Regions from separate parts of the Ovis aries genome. Here region 1 is linked to region 2. Evidence: chromatin contacts called from public Hi-C data. All regions are on one chromosome and are shown on one strand. Each heading gives the region's core, a stretch centred on a gene start, on an enhancer-like site or on the middle of the called end of the contact. The rest is flanking DNA. Distances are from core to core; before and after follow the strand shown. Region 1 holds the start of SLC39A8 (solute carrier family 39 member 8). Region 2 has its middle 47 kb from the start of NFKB1.

The links. Hi-C and Micro-C count contacts between places; a contact is called where the count stands out from the background.
Region 1: a Hi-C map of tail adipose tissue shows a contact between it and region 2, with 2.0 times the contacts expected there. The contact joins the promoter of SLC39A8 here to the enhancer-like site in region 2. A contact is called at or near these places in 2 of 16 Hi-C or Micro-C datasets (mixed tissues and tail adipose tissue).

Annotation. Positions count from the first base shown.
Region 1 is chr6:22,786,033-22,789,227 of ARS-UI_Ramb_v3.0, reverse strand. SLC39A8 (solute carrier family 39 member 8) reads right to left here and starts at 1,478. Exons shown (of 8, transcript XM_060416848.1): 1 at 1,341-1,478; 2 at 437-910. The coding sequence starts at 655.
Region 2 is chr6:22,708,428-22,711,672 of ARS-UI_Ramb_v3.0, reverse strand. No RefSeq gene overlaps it. Among named protein-coding and RNA genes, the nearest start is that of NFKB1, 47 kb to the right of the region's middle. Within about 2 kb of position 1,927, at least 8 of the 54 cell types and tissues checked have an H3K27ac peak or open chromatin away from gene starts, as enhancers often do. A contact at or near this core is called in tail adipose tissue, where this site is marked.

The DNA.
Region 1 (3,195 bases), core at 229-2,728, 78 kb before region 2:
CTTACAGGGGAAAGACAGAACTACATTATACCTTGCTAGCAGCTGTTACCCACCAAGCAGCTGTTAACGGGGGTGCCTGTAAGCCACTATCTCTGCCAGGAAGACTTCAGTACTCCATTCCTATCTCAAACGCATCTCTCAAGGTGCTTCCCGCACTCAACTACTTCATAAACTTTTGCATAAAATCTTATAACCACAAGCGTCCGACGGCTCAACTCATCAGGCATAAAACTGCAGTTTCTGGTTGCCTTGTCACCACCAGCCCTTTAACCTCGGCTAGAAAGTCAGATCCAGTAAAAAAAAAACAGGACCCGCCTCACACTTGAGAGACAAAACCAAGTTCTTTCTCCTGCGCTCGTCCCGTTTAATCAACGTTCAAGTACAAATGGACGTCTCCGGACACCCCGGCGTTTGGGGAAGGGCGGCCCGGCCCTACCTGGTTGAAGTGCAGCTGTCCCGGCTCGGGGGCGCCCTCGACGGGGGCGGTTCCCAGCCGCTCCAACAGGCGCCCGAGCTGCGCCGCCGACAGGCTCCGGTTGGCGCCGAACACGCTCAGCACATCCTCGCTGAAGGCGAGCCCGGGCACCTCGGCCTCCCCTCCGAGGCCAGCGGCCGCCAACAGCAGGAGCCCAGCCACCGCTCGACCCGGAGCCATCCTGGCCGCGGTTGCCCCTCACGGGCCCAAAACGGACTGGAGCGCACAGGGACGTGCCGGGCGCAGCCGCGTCGGTGCCCAAGGACGCCGGTCAGGCGTCGGCGCCGGTCCGGGTCAGCGGTGGCGCGGGGCGCACCTGGTCCTCCGGCGCCTTCGAAATAGCAGCAGCCCGCGACCTGCCGGGCATTGAAGTGGCGGTGCAGCCCGGGGGGTGGGAGCGATAGACAGAGCGGGCCCCCGGGCCTCCTGGAGAGCCTGAGATAAAAAGGACAAAGGGGGACAGAGATAAAGGCCACCTGGCTACCCGCCGGTCGGCCTCGGGGGCACTGCGAGGCCGGAGCCCTCGGACGCCCCGCCGGGCTTGGGGCCAACTGCTCCGGAGCGGAGTTTGCAAACATTCCAGGATTAGCTTGCAGTGTGATGCCACATGCTCCTTCCGGATCTAAAGCCCGTCACTTTTTAGGAAGAAAACTACAGTGGCTACAGAACCCCACCTCCCCTTCCTTTCTTTCTGATTAATTCCATCTGCAAACTTAGAAGGGGTGAGGCGTGCAGTCCCCGGGCAGCTGCAGGAAATGGCCCCTTCGGAGTCCCGGGGTTTGACCGTCTAAACGGGACCCTCCTTCTCCCAGATCGCCCAGATCTTCTTTGGCAAGCAGAGAAGTAGGTGAGCTGACCTGCTAACCTCTCACCTCGCCTGCGTATTTCGGCGTCTGTTTTTGTCCACGTAAGTCAGTCCCTGTCTCTCACCTTCTTTCTTTCCCCCACACCCTCCCTCCCCCTCTCTCAAGACTATCCCTGGCGAGTCCGATGTAAAAACTCTGAGCTCCGGCCCCGCGCTCTTTACAAATAACCGGAGGAGGAGGGCCCTGTCCCCGCCTCCCCGCAGCACGTGGTGACACGCTCTCCGGCCTGGACTCCCGCGCGCGTCCACGCCGGGGCGCACAGCCGCTGCCCTCGCCTCTTGGCGGGCGGGGCGCACTCCTACCCGCGGCGGCGCCGGCTCCCCACCCTCACCCTCGGGGAGTTACCTGAATGCCACCTCCTGGTCGATCTCTCTCGCCTCCTTTCTGACCTTGGTGATCTCTTTGTTACCTTGTTGAAACCAGCTTCCTGAAATGGAGCCTGGAACCCTCAGCATTTTCTAAGAGATTAGCCGGAATTGCTTTTTTGTCTTACTTCTTAACGTCAAGAGAAAAAGGAAACCCAATCTGGAGCGGTGGTGGCGAGCTCAGAGCCGGCACTGCTCTACCCGGCCCTTCCTGACGCCGCACGGGATATCCGCAGATCAGAGTGAATTGTTTGTTTGTTCAGATGAGAGTTCAAGAAAACCCGACTTAGGTGTAAGGTCAACAAGTTTGTGCAAAGTGAACGCGATGTTTGAGGGCAAAGGTTGTTTCTGGTAGCTACCACTGTCCAGAAATAAACTGAAACCACGATTCACTGTGACTGAAAGACGGAAAGAGGAATTCAGAGTGCTGTTCTTGTATTTCACGCGGGAGAGTGCATGGCTTCCTAAAACTGCACGTTTTAAAAGAGGCACTAAATCCAGTCAAGGGGCAGGCTATCTCATTTCCCACGAGGAACTTGGTGGAAGAATGAGACATGGAGAGAAAATTCCAGAAGGATGAGGATCTAGGGGGACATATCTGCAGGACTGTCCCTATGGAGAAAATTTTGTTGTTGTTTAGTCACTAAAGTTGTGTCCAACTCTTCTGTGACCCCATGAACTGTAGCCCACCAGGCTCTTCTATCCCTGGGCTTCCCAGGCAAGAGTCCTGAATAGGTTGCCATTGCCTGTTCCAGGGGATCTTCCCCAGGGATCAGAACTGCATCTCCTGCTTTGCAAGCATATTCTTTACCACTGAGCCACCAGGGAAGCCCACGAAGAAGGTTTGCCTGTGTTCTAACCACAGAGCACGGAAGGCAGCAGTAAGAGGAAAAAGTTACCAAGAGGAAGATTTCTGCAGAAAATAAGGCACAACTGCTTTGGGAGGTAGTGATTTCCGCGTGATTGAAAGTGATTCAAACTCATGGGTATATAGTAGGATTCCTGCCTTGGAGGAATATCAACCAAATGATCTTTATGGTGTGTCCCTTCCAATTATGAAATCTGTGTGTTTGCTGTTACTAATTTACAGAATTACATTGGTGCCAAAGGCCAAATATTTCACCAAGGGCCAGAAGTAGGTTCATATTACACTTAAGTTCTTAAATTACACAACTGACGGGAACACTTCAAGATTTTTCTTGGATCCTAACGTATAGTTTGTTGCCCGTTTTTCCTTTTGACCCCAATAACTCAAGGTGATTCTTGGAAATCAGTGAATGTTCTAAATGATTCACCTAAACCCAGCAAGTTGTTCATTCCTATTCGAACTGCAGCATTGATAAGATGTTGAACTTTCCACAAACGTGAATGGGTTTCAAGTAATACAAATTTTATATTGTGGATTTTTAAAATAAAATTTTATTCATCAGCTATTTGGCTCTCTCTATATATATATATATACATATATATATATATATATATATACACA
Region 2 (3,245 bases), core at 678-3,177:
CCATGTAAAAATTGTGTGAGCATATGCCTAATTTCTCTTGGGTTTATACCTGGGAGTAGAAATGCTGGGTCATGTAGTAAAGCTGTGTTTAACATTTTGAGGAACTGTCAAACTTTTCCATGGTGGCTGCATCATTTTACAATCTAATTTAAATTTTTTGAAGTTTCTGCTTTCTCTCCTTCCTCCATAATGCTTCTTATGCTTTTTTCCTTCTTTTCCCCAGACTGGCTATCACAATGTCCTATCCCCTGGGTAGCCCAAATAATTTCATTTATGGTAGTTTTCAGCTCCAGAATTTTTAAAAATAATGTTTATCTTTTTTACTGATATTTCTTATTTGTGAGATGTTCTCATATTTCCATTTATTTTTTTAGATGCAGTTTTCTTGGTTCTTTGGACATACGTATAATATCTGCTTTAAACTCTTTAGTTAATTTCTATATTCTTTATTATACTTTTAATAATCACTTCATTCTCAAAAAAAGGCAAAATGTTGAAATAACTGCTTGTTTCCTATGTTAATATGCCCAACCTAAGTCAACAGAATCTCACCAATATTCTCTTTCCTTCTTCTTATGTTTAGAACAGAAGAAACTTTATATATAATTACCAAGTAGGATTTAGAGGCAGAAAAAACATGAGAAATCTGTGCTGCCATTTTGGGTAGAAAAAAGAATTAAATTATTGAATGAAGTTAATTAAACCTAAATTATCCCTTCCCTACCCTTATTCTAATTCAACCCTGGTAGGTAATTCCCCCAACAGCAAGGGGGAGGACCAGGCCCACACACACACACAGCCTGCTGTATGTGGCAGAGCCTCAAATACAGCACACGTTGTGAGAGTCTGGGCACTGCTACTGGGGCTTGGAGGCCTGAGCAGGCTTCCCTGTCGCTAAGTTTAGCACAAGAGAGGACATTCCAGGCAGATCCTCCCCACTGCGCAACACTGTAAGGGCAGGCAATGAAAAGGGATAGTGGCAACAACACAGACCCACATTATAGCTTTCCCTGGATCCCCTGGATTGAATAAGGCCCAGGGTTCCTATGCGATGCAGAGATGACAATTTATCAGTGTTGAACTTCTTGTCATCACTCAGAAATGGAGAGAAGAACCAGATAGAAAATGGGAAAACACAGCATTTTAAAATACTAAGTGGAGGCAGAGCAGAGTCAGTCCCTCACAGAGATGACAACACTTGCAGACTATGACGTCCGCTTCTGAAACCCAGCTTGACCTACATGCCAGCGCCTAAGTGCTTGTGCAGTGTCTCAGAACCCACCACCCACAAGCACAGGCCAGCGTCTCCTAGTTTATTCAGACTAAGAGATGAAGACCCAGCAGAGGAGGAGAATCCTTTCCTCCAACCAGTATCAGTCCAGTTCCAGTCTGAAAACCTCCTCTGCCCAGGAGGACTGACTGTCATCTTACCACCTCTTTGACAGGAGAGGAGTCCACCCACAGGGTGTGGCCTGCCAACCTCCACAAAGCCTCACAATAAAACTGACTAACCACCTTTGTTCACCTTTATTCACACAGGAGACATACAAAACCAGTATATAAATGTGTGCTTTTTTATATTACAAAATCCTGTTGATACTATGAAACACAGCACGATGATTACAAAATGTCTTCCTTTTCAGATGAACACTTCTTGTCCTGATCTTTAGTTTATCTGACAGTGGTTCTGGGGAACAGCAGTGGAAAGAGAAAATAAAGCTTCCGTTCCCCTCTCCAGCACTGTTGAAAACTGTGTTTTCAAGTTTGTCAGTTTCTGGAGGTGTGTTCAGATCTTGGAATCAATGCTTCTTGAATTTAACACAGAAATACAGGCAAGTATCCTGGAAATATAACAGCTCCCATTGACTGACTAAGCCTTGGAAGCTTATGACAAAACGACTTTGATCTCCCCAGGCACGCCAGGATCTTCCCAGAGAGTGGCCTTCCCACAAATAGAGGTCAGTTACTATTTCCTTTGGGTAATTTGAACACTGCACTCTAAAAGATGCCCTGTTCTCAGGATTCAGGTACTAAAGCCTTTTGTGAACTTGGGGAGTGGTTTTATTACTTCTGTGAGTTCTGGCTTAATTATAACAATTATTTTGTTCATCTATACAAAAGGTCAAATGTCATCTATCTGCTTAATCAGCATTTCAGGAAATGAAAAGCCATTGCCTTTGTCAGACTGACCTGATGAAATATCTTGGAGGCATTCCTCAGTACTAATTAAAATAATAGACATTGTCACACGGTGCAATTATTTTCCAGAAAACAGCTGACGTGTACACACTACGCTTGGCGAAAATCCTGGCCAGTTTCGCAAGAATGTTTATTCCAGACTGAGATCATCTCTAAAAAAAGAGAGAGACAGACAGACAGAGGAAACAGGGATGAAAGATTGATGGAAAGAAGGAAGAAAGGAAGGAGGATTTCTTAATAATCAAGAGAGAATTTTAGATTTAAAGTTGCCCTTCACATTCTGACTGTATACCTACGTAATTCTATAATAAAACTTGGTTAATTACAGAAAGGACATTTTAGTACAAATAAATTTTATTAATAGCTTGAAAATCTATGAAGTTCAAAGAGTTATCAATAGATCACTTATTTTACTTTTTTATTGATGTTATTAATTTACAATATTATATTAGTTTCAGGTGTGCAATATAATGATTCAATATCTTTACAGATTATACTCCATTTAAACGTATTATAAAATATTGACTATATTCTCTGTGCTATGCATTATATCCTTGCATCTTATTTATTTTATACATAGTAGTTTTAACTCTTAATCACATACTTGCCACTCCCCATCCCTCCCCCTGCTGCTGTTAACCACATTTGTTCTTCATATTGATGATTTTGCTTCTGTTTGTTTGTTCATTTGCTTTATGTAATTTATTTTAAATTCAAAATACAACATTTTGCTATTCATATTTAAACAAAAATGTGTAAAGCTTAAAAACCTTAGGAAGCATAACATGAAATCATGAAAATAATTACATATAGAATAAATTGTCTGAGAGGTGAAACATTTCATTTTTACCAGAGAGATTCATTAATTTAAAATCTTCTAACCTCAAATTCACATTGAAGAATCATAGCATTGCATTTTTTTCAGACTTTAATAATTTCTACAGTTAGCATAAGTGACTTTAAGGAAGATTAATCAAAATCAAGCTATATTCAGAAGGTTCACGGAAGGGAAAATACAGAGTGAACATTTGCAAATAAAGACAAGC